Linked DNA regions of Columba livia: region 1 is linked to region 2. The links are chromatin contacts, called in public Hi-C maps. All regions are on one chromosome and are shown on one strand. Each heading gives the region's core, a stretch centred on a gene start, on an enhancer-like site or on the middle of the called end of the contact. The rest is flanking DNA. Distances are from core to core; before and after follow the strand shown. Region 1 holds the start of WDR19 (WD repeat domain 19). Region 2 overlaps FAM114A1 (family with sequence similarity 114 member A1).

What was found. Hi-C and Micro-C count contacts between places; a contact is called where the count stands out from the background.
Region 1: a contact with region 2 is called in a Hi-C map of crop, with 2.8 times the contacts expected there. The contact joins the promoter of WDR19 here to the enhancer-like site in region 2. A contact is called at or near these places in 2 of 2 Hi-C or Micro-C datasets (crop and liver).

What each region holds. Positions count from the first base shown.
Region 1 is chr4:24,499,028-24,506,007 of bColLiv1.pat.W.v2, forward strand. It overlaps WDR19 (WD repeat domain 19), which reads left to right and starts at 2,871. Exons shown (of 37, transcript XM_065062613.1): 1 at 2,871-2,944; 2 at 4,317-4,408; 3 at 4,493-4,558; 4 at 5,779-5,904. The coding sequence starts at 2,939. KLHL5 (kelch like family member 5) reads left to right here. Exons shown (of 13, transcript XM_065062627.1): 13 at 990-2,543. The coding sequence ends at 1,046.
Region 2 is chr4:24,381,306-24,387,973 of bColLiv1.pat.W.v2, forward strand. The region is part of intron 3 of FAM114A1 (family with sequence similarity 114 member A1); the gene reads left to right. Among named protein-coding and RNA genes, the nearest start is that of FAM114A1, 8.5 kb to the left of the region's middle. Within about 2 kb of position 4,101, at least 1 of the 3 cell types and tissues checked has an H3K27ac peak away from gene starts, as active enhancers do.

The sequences.
Region 1 (6,980 bases), core at 1,621-4,120, 120 kb after region 2:
TGCATCTAAATGAATCCCACATGATGTCTAGGTGGTAACTATCTGTATGTACCTTTGTATCCTTTCCATCCGTATTTTGCTCAGTCTCATGATCCCAGCACACATAAGAGTTCTGAACCCTTCATTGGGGGATTTGGAAGTGTCTGTGTACCTTCCTTTCCTCTTGTTACGTCAGCAGTCTGCCACTACTTCATCTGCACACAATGCCAAAGACGGTAGTGGAGTTTTCTCAGCTGAAGTTTGTCAGAGCCACAGGTGGCTCGAGATAAGTCTGATGTTCCTGGCGAAAAAAAAAGAAATAGGGGAGTTGCCATAAATATGTTTTTTTTTTTCTTTAGGATAATCTCTATAGCACTTAGTGTGATATTCAAACATGCTCCAATACTAGGAAGTTTAAAAGGGGAAGCTGAATGTTAGAAACTACCTTCCTCTTTGCAAATCCAGCAGAATCGCAGCAAAAAGGGTCTTGCCAGAAATAATTTCTGTTTACAAAGAATAATAGAGACTGGGAAATTATTTGTATTTCAAGAACTCTTAGCAGGATTTTATCAAATACTGGAGCAAAAAGGAGAGGTTGCCCTATCATGTTTGGCATTTTCTGTTTGAGAGAAAAATGCATAATTTTGCCAACCGTTACTCAGTTGTCAGACTGCTTGGCTCAGATGTCTGGTTTGTACCACAACAAAGGATTCTTTCTTCTTGAAATTCTTTCTTATTGAAATTATCAATAAGTATTGTTTCATATTCTTGCGGTTTGCTATTGCTTCTAAAGTGCTTCACTCTATCATATCAAATACTTTCACCTTTTCTGTGGCTTTTTATCCAAGTTTTGGACCAATTTGCAATATTTTTATGTCACATTAACAGTGTGGGTGATGTTGCCACTGTTGCAGCTGTCAAACCATTATTATAAGCATTAACTACATGTCAGTTTTAGGAAAAAAAATAAAAATACTTAAAGCTGACTACATTTTTTTTCTTTCTTACAGGTTGCACCATTGTGCTTAGGAAGAGCTGGAGCATGTGTTGTGACTGTAAAACTGTAAATTATTTTCTCTATGAAGATGACATTCTCCATAGACTATTTCTTTTTTCCTCAAGCAAACTACCGGTGCACCAATAAGTAACAAGGTGTGGGATGTCAACCACAGCGAGTGTTTGGTCTCAAGCTAACATGTACATGTTCTTACGGACCAATACGAAGCACTTTTTTAAAAAAATCATCTTTGTTACCCATATGTTACAAGAATTCTATTTGTAAGAAAATCAGCAGCAACCGGCCAGTTGCCAGCAGAAGACTTCTGTTCTTCTGTTTAGGAAGTGCTAAGAAATGAGTTAACTCATTTGTGAATTTGTTGTAATAAACAAATGCTACAGATTCAGGGTCTTGATCCCCAAACACGCAGTGATGTGCTATATGGATATACTTCCACTGATATAATTGAGTCTGTCTCTGGGTGAAAGAAGTTACAGGATTAGACCCCATACATTTAATTTGCCTATAATAAACTTGTTTTGCCATAAGTATCTGAGCTATTACAATGCAGGCTGAAAAAAACCAATGCAAACCATTGTAAATGGCAGGTGTGATGCCAGCCTTGGAAATGAAGATGTGTATTTGGTGAATCTTTTGCACTTTTATCATCATTCCTAGTTTAGCAAACTTTTTATTTAACCAAAGGCTTATTTTAAATATTGTCTTATTATGCTAACAGAAATCTGCTATTTAATAATTTCTGCCAGAGATTTTTGACATCCAGTGTACTTTTTGGATTGTCAGAGTTTTCTATGTGAGATGCAGAACATCATACCTTTTTCTCTACTTTGTTCTTATATTTACTTTGCTATGTTTAAGGGGAAATCTGTAAGCATGAATTATTGGAAGAATTCTAAAGTCTGATTAGAAGTTAAGCAATTTAAGTTTAATGTTTGCACTTTGGAATTTTTGAAGCATTCCATTACATCTAGACTAATTACATTTTACATGAGGCTTTGCACTAATTTGAAAAGTATGATTTTATAAGATAAAATGAAACAATTGTCTGTCTGTCCAGTAAAGTTGCTTCAAAATGTAAAGAGCCAAATCCTCCAAGATGCTGAACTGCCAACATATGAGCACGTTCAGCATCTTAGAGGAGAGTTACGTGTGCCTCACAGGTTTGTGTCAATTAGTTACCTTATTTAACAGTTATATCATTTTTTCAGAGAGTTTATAATTTGCCTTTCTCGAGCCCTATGCTGTTACACCGAATTGCTTTGAAAGGTCTGGAAAGTCTTTTTGTATTTGCTTTTCTGTGCCTTGCTCCTTTTGTTTTCAGAACAGTAGGTGATTGTGTGCGTTTGTGATGGAAAATGGGAAGATGTGAGCTCACTGAATGTTTTACCAACGTTTGAAGCATCTGATACCCAAAGTCTTTGTACATTTGTAATTTTAAATGTGTTAATGCTCTCGGTGAACTATTTATTGTTTTAAAATAAATTACTAAGCAGTGAAACCTGCAGTGTTTGCAACCAAATACAGAATGCAACAGAACTTGAACGCAGTTATCGGGTCAGCGCCTTTTTTCTCTCTTTTGTGTACCCGTATCCGCGACTTGACAGGTCTCATTAAGAAATGTGACTTTAGCTGCTCCTCGTGTTGGACTTGTGGTTTTAGAAAACCTCCATTTCCCTGTCAGCACTTTAACCTATTGCAGCCGCGGCCTCGCTCAGCCCTCCGGCTCGTGTCCCCACACGACAGGCCCGCCCCCGCCCCTTCCGGCGCGCCTCCCCATTGGATGCGGCCTGTGGCCCCGCCCCGCAGCCGTGATGGCGCCGGCCTTCCTCCGTCTCCGGGGTGACAGCGACGCCCTGGGCGGGCGTGGTCGGGCTCGCGGATCAGCCGGGTCGGGGGAGAGGCGCATGCGCAGAGGGCGCCGCGCAGCGGGCGGTGGGCGCGATGAAGGTGAGTCTCTTCGGCCGCCGTACGCGCGGGCGGGAGGAGGGGGCCGCCCAGGAGCCCCAGCCCACGGTGGCGCCCAGGGCCAGCGGTCGCGGCTGTAGTTCCCGCTCGCCGCTGCACGATCGGGGCCTGGGCGTCGAGCGGGCCCCGCTGCGGCCTGGGGAGGGGAGCGGGGCGCGTCGGCAAGTGCCTGTGCGTGCCGGCCTCGAGCGGGCGGGATCCGCCTGAGGGGAGCGAGAGCCGCTCCCGGGAGCCCCGGCCAGGCCGGGTCTGTCCGCGGCAGTTGCCTGCGCCGCCCGGAGCTGTTACCGTGGGACGGTGTTCTGCCGCGGCCCTGTGGCGGTGCCTCGGTACCGGCCCCGGCAGCACCGGGGGGCGAGAGACCCCTCGGGCAGCGGCTGAGCGAGTGGGCCCGAAGGGTAGTTTCCTGCTCAAACCACTGCGGGGGGGTTAGTTGATCGTTACTGTACAGTGCGCTGGAGCTTGCCTGCACTGCCCAAACGATTTTCTTCGTCGTTGGTTTATTACAAATTTAATTAAATTTTTTTCAAAAACAGCCTGGTTGTCAGGTGCTCTTTGTGCTTGTGTTACGTGGTTCTCATATTTTTATACTTCTTGTGAGTAAAATGCAAAGAACGCCTCAGTTTACATTCGACCCAACAGAAGGGATGAGGGACCTTTGGGTAAGCGTTTGGTGGGCAACCAGGTGTTGGTGTTCACCTGATGAAGTGGGAGGGAAAAAGCTGTGGTGGCAAGCTGGGAAACCAAGCTGTGGGCTTTGTCTTGCACTCAAATTCTAGAAAAACCTGCAGGTAGTGTGCAAGAAAAAAGAAGTTCAGAAGCTCTCTGAGTCAGAAGTCAGAATCTCTTCTTATGGCTGAGCAGCTTTGAGGTCTTAGCTTTTAAGACCCAACAATTCAGAGAGGACAAAATAGTTACATACATTTAAAAATGTAGATGTTGAACCTTCTGTGTTGTACACACCAAGAATGCTTTCTGGTCCCAGGCTTTTCCATGAAATTTAGAGAACTAAATATTCTGGACTTTGGACATGAAGGGGAGAGTACCCTATGCAATTTTTTAATTCCAGTAATTCTGTAAGAGAAAAATAATACTTTCAGTAGAGTCACAATAGTTTCAATGCAGACACCTAGCACCAGAAACTTCTTTTTTGTCCAGCACAAATCAAAATAATTTTCTGTGGAATTTTGGTGCTTTGGTGCATTAGAATCACCCAGAAGTTATGTTTGAGGGTTGTAAATTTTTTTTCCCCCTCCACAGTACTCACAGTTGCTAGCACGTTGGGAAGTTTTTTATTATTATAGGCTCATGATTTTAAGATGCATAATTTCTCACTTTTTTTTTTGTCTCCCAGCAAGTATTCAGTCTATTAGAAAAAGCTTGGTCTGGTTCCCCTGTGCAGTTTGCTTGGCAGAAAACTTTGGGAAATTTCCTTGCTGTAACAGGGTAAGATTACAAATATTTGTTGCATTTGTCCATAGAAATCACTGATGAAGAAAGGGAATTATTCTATATACTAATCTTTTTTAGGGGTGATCATACTGTGAAAATTTTTGATCGTCATGGTCAGAAGAGAAATGAAATCAGCTTACCAGGGTAGGTACTCAGATGGCTTTAAATTATTTTCTTTGTTGTTTTTGTTTTAAATGCCGCTTTTCTGGTGAGGTGCTTATATAATGTGAGAACTTTTTAGGAAGAGGTACTGCCTCTGGTGAACATACCTGGAAAAGAAGACCAACTGATGGGCATGTATGGAATCTGAGACAGTAAAAGCTGAACTCATAATAAGCTATTGAGGATAGTCAGAAAAATGTATTCTCCTACCCAAAGCACTCCTTATTAATTCTAAATTCAATCTGCTTCATTAAAATGTTAGAAAAAGATCTATTAAATTAAGAAAAAACCTAACAAGGTTGCATACAATATGTTTGTGTCACGCTGATCGCAACTGTGTTCTTGCTATAGTTAGTTTTCTAGTAATTTGTAATCGTAGCCTTACTGAGGAAAGACCTTTTTAGTTTAGTGCCTCTGCTTGTGTCACTGGCATAATGTATACATTGGCATTTTTACTTTAGATGGAGAGTGTACTTCTGAAGTGAATCTTACTCTTTTTTGTGCTTATCACACTTTTGTTCACCTCAGACAGTGGTGTCAGAGTGTATGAACGGGATTCCTTTCAGGTGAAATTTAGTAAGTGGTGGACTTTCACATGTGCGGTCTAGCTCCTGAAAGGCAATCATTCCAGAGGAACAGGCTAGATATGGTCAGGAGGAAACCTCCCTAGGTGCAAACACAGTGGTGAACTCTGAGAAGAGCTTATGTTGGACTGGGGATCCCCTACTCTTATGGGGATTGGTGAGAGTGGTGTGAAGGGGAGTCTGCCTTATTGATGGACATGGAAAGCATTACCTTGTTGATGGACAGATGTGACCCTTTCCTGCGGGGAAACATATAATATCTAAGCCAGTTTTAAAACAACATTGTATTCCCATGGCGAGGCAAAGAAGAGAAAAAAACTTGTGTAGTAACCACATGTCCTAAAAGCTTGTTGAAATAATTAGCATCTGCTTATCGTAGTTTGAACAGTACTCACTTTTCGATGCCCACCAGTGAGTCTTCTTACTTAGGTTAGGTAGTTCTTTTGAATTGTTATTTCCAGCCTTTTACTGTGATTGAAGAATAAATTATCTCTAATTATTACTATTAGGATAAAATTCAATTTTTGTGATACACATTTTAAACAGAAACAAGCATGCTTATATGAAGGTTTTCCCATTTTAACATTGTTAATGAAAATCTATGTTTTTTTTCTTCAGTAACTGTGTTGCTATGGACTGGGATAAGGATGGAGATACTTTAGCAATAATCACAGACAAATCTAGTACAATTTTTCTGTGGGATGCAAACACAAACAAAACAAGCCAAGTAGACAGTGGCATGAGGTAAGAAAGATTTTTTTTAAAGTATGTATTTGAAAATGTGGACCACTGTGAGCTACTGCTCTTTATGCTATCTCTTAAATCAACTTAGGACCTGATGCAAGGTAGAATGATGCAGTATGTTTTTTAACTTAGTTAAATTGCCATCAGGACATCATATTAATGCATTGTAATCTTTGATTTCTCTCTGTGTGTAGAGCCTATGTTGTATTTAACTTGTACAAGCCAATAGTCTTCCAGCTGCTTGAGAAGCCTCTTACTTAATCTGTTATTCCAGAAATTGGAACAGGTACTAACATGTGAACCACAGGCCCATTCACGTGATGTAAAATCATTTGGGTCTTCTGACATTGAAATCAAACTTGAGGCTTCCACTGTAGTGAAGAAAGATGAACTTGTAGCTGGTGTACCTGAGTCACCCTCTGAAAGAAACTTTACTGTTTGTCTATTAAGTGTACAGGGAGACTTGTAGACAACTAAGTTGAATATGAACAGCTGGCAAACATCTGTCCCATTTCTTTCCACAAGGACTTCTCATCTTTGGAATTTCTTTTTTACTTTCTTAAAAAGCTTTTTTTAAAGGCTTGCTGATGTAGAGGATATATTGCAAAAATCATCTTTTTATTTGAGTCCTTGTAGCACATATATTGTTATAACTGATATGTTACAATTTATCGTTAAATTATTTTTGTATGATTTTCTGGTTTTGAAGTGTTTTGTTGTGGGTGGAGGGTTGGGAGTTAATAGAAGTGTTCTTTCCTTTTTAATTGTCAACAGTACCAAAATCCCCAGAGAGCTTCTCTTCAATGTTTCCACTTTGTGGTAGCAACAAGGATGGGTGAACTTTTTGGGTATCTGCATAAACCATGTTTTTTCCAGAGTATTTCACACAAGTCAAAGGGAGCTTAAACATAGGAGAAGTGATTTTAGTGGTGCTAGGATTATTTTATTTTAGATTTTTAAGGGCACTAAAATGCTCTTCGCAAAGCAGAGTGTCTTAGGATGGGAGGAGATATCTAAGGCCTAGGTGCAAATCCCTACCTTTCTGAATTTGGCCACAGACTTAAAACTCTCCTGAG
Region 2 (6,668 bases), core at 2,851-5,350:
AACTTAATCATTACACATTGAAAACTCACAGACAAAAAGCAAAGCATGCAAATGCCTGGTTGCCAGTGGGAAGTCTTTTTTTCACAAAACAGATACTAAGCTGTTAACTAATGAGTTCTCATAAAGAATCCACAAAACACCTTCAAAATATGAACCTAGGAATTAAAATTAATTGCTAGTTACTAAAAATAACAGATTCAACAGACATATTGGATTTATGATTCCATTTAAGGCTAAATAACTTTCCTCCTTATCTTCCTCTGTTCCATGGGCAATAAATTATTTCTGTCTGTTTCTCAGAGGAGAGAACTTCCACTATTCTCTTTTTTTTTCAGTAACACTCACACTCCAGATTTCATAACTGCCCTTTCTTTCAGACAGTCCAACCAATTAATGTATCTAATTAAACTCAGAAAGGGTTTCTAAGATGTCTTTAAACTGATGTAAGTGAAGGTTACGCAGAAAGGAGCAGGCCTGCCCTGCCCCAGCAATCTATTTCTTCCTTCTCTTAAGCTAACAGTAGCCTTCATGTAGTGAAGTGTGGAGCTGGTTTATGGGACTGATTTTGAAAAGTACAAATTAAGTAAGAGCTGGATCTTCAACTAGATCACTTTGTAAATTCCCTAATCTGGCTGACCATTTGGATCACCCAAATGTTACTGAATGGGAAATGATGGGAACACACAGAACATGCCAGTGGGGACAAGAGCAGCTTAACTAGCTGTGGGACTGCATAAGTGTTCTCAACTTCTATTTAAGTTTAGCGCTTCTCTTTCAGCCTTGAAGAATGGCTTCTGTGTCAAAAATTATGCCAATTTTTTCCCCAAAACTATTAGTAGGTCTGATAAATGGTGCTGCTTACACGGACTCACGAGCCTTGCCTCTCTTATATTCTCAGACCATTGTAACAACAGCACTCTGAAAAGAATTTGACTTAGCATTAAAAAAAAAAAAGACGAAAATTTATGTGCATAAAAGTAATTTCACTCTTGATCAGTGGGAATTGTAATGCTGATGAATTCTTTGGTTCGTTTTTATAGTCACAGCAGGAGGTTTTTCAGAGCAGGACTCTTTCAGGTCATTTAGTTTTTGCCTGTGAGAGAGCCATATTTATATTCTGATTAACTTTTGCAATAAATAGTGTTCTATCAAATGGCCACTCTAATGTTTTTTGTGAGTAATAAGATTATTTGTTACCAGTTACTGTTCTTGAAGGCTTGCAGTGGCAATCTCACAGTCTCCTGTTGCTTAGAAGCCTTGGCCTCACTGAGCAATCAGTTTGATGTCACAAAGTATGGGGCTGTATGGTCATAGGTATTTTCTTGACATAAGCTTGCCTGAAAATGATGAATGCTGTTGGAAAAAGTTTGGGAGACAAAGAAATTGTAGCCCTTCTTATTGACTAATAAGTAAACAAGCCACACAGCTGTTTGTTGGTTTTGTCTATAAAACCTGCTGCCAGCGTTGTATCTCTGTGGATTTCCATGGGCTTTTTAATGATGTGATCTCATTTTTATATGGGCCATATGACATCTTGATTCGTATACATTAAAAATTCGTACTTAATTTATAATGGCTTCTTAACATACCATCTGTCTCTATCAGCATCTGAACTACCTTCACAGAGTGTAAATATGCGAACAAGTTTGTTGTCTAGGCAGCCTGACTTCATAAGTTTGTGTGATGTTGTCTATTTTGAATAGTCATGTCATCACCATGTATATATATATTTAGAATTATTATTATTTTAAAATGAGCACAGTTAGAACAGGTCAACTTGCCTAGGCAAAGGAGCATCCCCTTGCAGAAAAGGAAAAAGAAAATGTAAAAATAATTTTAATTTTACATGAGAATGGCTGCACTATATCACACACATGAAAACCCATCTACTATCTAGTTTCTGGCAATGACCAAGAGCAGTTGAGAAAGAGCCTGAAACCAGATGCATGCAAAGCTGCACTTCCCCTATTTTCTCTTCCCGTTTCCTGGAATTTTCAACTTAGATTTCCTGACCCTGGGATCAGGATAGGGTCAAGTTCCCATATTACTGTCTAATAATTTTGGATCTGACTTTTTCCTGTGAATTGATCAAATAAAATAGACTTCGAATTAAGCAGAAATCAAATGGACATTCTTCAATGTTCATTGAACCCAAAGCACCTTGGAAGACCATGCAGATAATCTTAGATTTGTCCCAGGAAGTCAGTGCAGCAGGTTAATTGTTTATATTCCTGATGTAGAGGGCTTATGTCCTAGTTGTTCGTTACAGAAATTCATGCTTGATCTTGTGCATTTACTGTCTTATTACTGTCGTAGCCTGAATGTGGGACTGCATATACCATGTTATCTGCTTCAGTATGATAATTCCTAGTGAGAGACAGGAAGAGAAATAAGTTAAAACTATCGGGAATTTCTATAAGCTTTCTTCTTTTTATTAAATATTTATTATTTCCCTTCAAATTACTCCATTTAATATCTGAGCAGTTCCACCAATGTTTCATCTGCTATTCTGCATCAGAAAATAGGTTTGCCATGACCCAGTCCATTTTAATTTTGCTTATTCCTTCAGTGTAGCAAATGGTATAAGTAAAGTTGCTTTCTTGGATTAGACTTATCAGCAACACTTCCAATATGTGATTTTTCTGTTGCTCTGTCGTTACCTTTGTACAACACAGCTGCATGTCTGGTTAAGTATGACAAATATTCACTATTCCTTATATTTTTCTTCAAAATTTTACTGTGTAGAAGTAGCAGAAATGGTCTGAAGTGAACTAGATAACATCTTAAAGGCCTAACATTCAGCTTTTAAATAGTAGTATCATAGAACAGTCTAGGCTGGAAGTGACATAGAAAGATCATCTATTCCAGGCTTTTGTGGGAAAGGGCACCTAGATGAGATTATCTAGCGCTTCATCCAGTCACATCTTGAAAACCTCCTGTGATGGGGACTCTGCCATGTCCCTGGGGATCATTCTTACTATAAAAAATTCACTTCTTACATTACTTTAAGACTGAGCTGAAATGGTTGTTCCAGGGATCTTGGGTTCATTATCCTTAAAACCCTGCTTTAGAGCTCCAAAACAGATTAGCATAGTTTCCATATCATTTATATCTTATCTGTCTTTAATTAACTCTGCACGTGTAGCCTGTGGTTGTTTCGGTGATGGTTTTGTATTATAAAGAAAATGTCTGTTGTCTTTGAACTGATTTTGACATTATTTAGATTGGGGTCCCCACCACAGGACAGATGTGAAACTCCTCTGCACAACAGATTCTTTAATGCCTTCGGATTAGCAGCAGTCACTGCCTGAAGCATGCTTAGTGTCTGACACTAGATGTCACACTAAGAAAGTTATTGAACCAGCCTCGTTAATGAGGTAAAGAGTTTTGTTTTCAAAAGGTACGGGAAGTTTAGTTTCCCCCATCGTGGAACCACACTGGAGTAGATCCACTGAAGCAGCTACTGGGATGATGAGATGGGAGAAGTAGGCTCACTGTGATTTGCAGACACCACTTGTTATACTTATTGCCACAATTTCCTTTTCTTTTAAATTGTATTTTTTTTAGTAAATCAGCAGTGACACCATCCAGTATTTTAGTGCCGATGTTGATAAAACTCTGCTCTAAAATAGTGGATTGCTACTGCAGCTAAGCCAGTCTAATGGCCAGCAGCCACTGAAATGTGTGGTCCTGCTACTCTCTTTTCCTTGTATGTTTCTTCCCCCTTCCTGTTCCAGTACTCATGCTCCTCTGAGCTCCCAGTAATCTGGTTCAGGAAGCTAAACTGATGTAAGAATAACTCTAGAGGAAAGAAAAATCCATTTTCTGCCTCTTCAGTTCCTGGAACCATTCATTGAAGTAAGTGCCAGGGCAAGCAGAAGGGACAAATATGGAATATGGAAAGAGAAGAACCTCCCACACCAGCACCAAGAAGCCATTAGGTCCGCTTAGCAGTCACCACAAACCTTTTATCCCCAGGGCATAAGCGAGGCAAAATACATTCAATCTGTACTTGAAGCTTGTGACTTCCGTTTTTAAAAACAGCTTGTATGCTTGAAAGCTTGCCTGTTTGGGTTTTTGTTCAACTAATCTATCTTCTAGCCTAAAGAAAGTTATTACCTTCTCTTACAAGCCTTGCATTTCATATGCTGTATTGTTTTGTGTGGTTGAATTATGGCATTCATAAGGTGCTTAAGTTATGGTGCTCAACAAGCTGCATTTCCAAGCAAAGTCTGCTCTCTGTCATGCTGCATGCATGTGTGCTTACACAATAAAAATCATTAAAAATAGAACCAGCTGTTTAATGTACATAGTCTCAGAAATTCATATTGTAAGGCTGCTTCATGCATCTCTCTCATGCATTGCTTGTGATTAATATTCTGCTATCTTGATTATTTTGTGCTTGTGTATATTCTTCATCTGGTAGAGTGGTACATGGAAATATCCAGTTCTCCCTGGTCTGCTGAAAACCTTTTCTTGTAGCTCAGTATGACAGAATTAAATGTCACTTGTGACGTCACTGTGCTCATGAGTTTGGATATTATTACGCATGGGTATATGTAATAGTCAGCATTGCATAGCTTAAATTGAAGTCTGCATGGAACAGAAACGCAAATGCTTCAGATAATGTGAAACTAAAGTATTGAAATTATGTGAATATCTTTTCCATTCTGTATAGATACTATTCCCCTGATGTGAAATAAAGAATGATATAAAACAAAATAAAAAACAAAACAACAAAGGCTGGGGGTTATGGCTGTTCTGTATGTGGTCATAAAAACGACAGTTAATCTCTTCAGAATACTTTATTTTTCAGTGCGTAAATTCAGCTGATTAAGGGAAAACTGTTTTGGGGCCTGAAATCACATGGTGGTCACTCAACTGTTTTGTAAATAACACTTGCAGCTGCTGTAGCAACAAACCCCTTTTTCACAGTTCTTCCTGTTTAAGAATACTAAATGCAAGTAACAGATGAGAGGAACTGTGGACATGCTTTTGGGGATGGCAGTCCTCTTCACTTTCTTTATATCTTTTAACATGGGTTTATGATTTAGAAGAGGTTGAGAACCACTGATCGCTTGTAACAGCCTTTATGCCTATTGCTATTATTAAAACCTTTTACCATTGCGATAAGGAGATTTGAAACTTGTCTCATCTATTAGCTTAATTGGAGTGATTCCTGATTTACTGACTGGATAGCATATCCAGAATGTATTATGCTGTATTATCAGAATCTAGCCTGTGCTTTTGTTTTAACTACAGGGAAGACAATTTTTGTAAGGCACTGAAGTGGAGCCCCAATAGGGTGGCCTCAAAGGGAGTGCAATGGGTTCCCACTTTTTTAGTGTAGAAAACAAGAGCACAGCTGTTTTTTCCACATATCTGTACTTCATATATTGGAGTGATTCCCCCTGCCAGCTGTCTTCAGGCTCCTCAGTTTCTCAGTCAGTGCCAGATGCTAATTTAAGGCCTCAGTCTTCATCCTTACCTTGAACCAGATGAAACTTCATTCATCTTACTAGACTAAATTTGATTGATTTTTCTTCGGAAATGCCCCTATGTTGCAGCACAGGTTACAAAGACTATGCAGTGGCCAGAGACAGAATCCCAGCCTCTTCCTCCCCATCCAAAACCCCTGAAGCAGGGAGTCCTGGATTGAGAAGGGAGCACTATTCCTACAGAGAATGGTTTAGATTTCAGACATGCTGAGCTGCCCTCCAAAGGTGTCTGTTGGCCTCTTTTGGCTCTGAGGGAACCCAAGGCTGCCAAGCTGGAAGGTGGAAGACAGAAGAGCGTAAAGTCAAATGGGGTGTATCAGACTAAGGTGGTTGCGAACGCTGTAATCCAGCCGGGGGCAGATCAGGCAAACTCAGACGCAGGCCACGTTTTTAGACACTCCTTGCAAAACCTTCCTTTATAAGAGAAAGATTCCACCTACCAAGATGAACAATGTTCTGCTGAAATTGCCAGCCAAGAGGAAGAAAAGAAATAAGATAGGCAAGACAAACAAAAGCAACAACACAGGAAAAAGTGCTTTTCTTCAAAAAGCACACAGTTAGCAACACCCGTTGCATAGCTCTTCCGTCCCTGCTGTTACAGAGGAGTAAATGGAGCTGTTGGAGGTGTTCTAAGTTTACAGTATCAGCTCAGTAGTGTTACAGCACCCAATGTAACAAAACCATTGCATCTTATTCTCTAAAATGTAGGCTCATCTCCCACAACCTCTTTTATTTCTGTGCCTTTTGAAATAACAGGTAATTTTCATCTCCAAAGCAACGTGCCCTTCTGCCATGTTAGTGCCTGTATGTGTATCTAACAGTGCTGACTGACTTCAGTTGTGGTCATCTGGTCCCATCTGGGTTTGTTATTATAGTCAAACATACATGCCATACAACTTAGTTCAGCAAAACCACTCTTAACAGACATGAAATGTTTTCTTATCATTCTGGTGCGTGTAACCACGAGTATAAATTTGTCTGCAAAACCATGAGAACTGGATTACAGAATATAATTAAAAAAAAAAACCCAACCAACCAAACAAAACCTGTTTAGGTACAGAAAAAAACTGGGAAATTAATCTGAAGATTCATAACTTTCACACATATTTAGAAGAATTTTTTTGCTTAATGTTCATAGTTCATTTTCTATATCATTACAGAACAATGGTA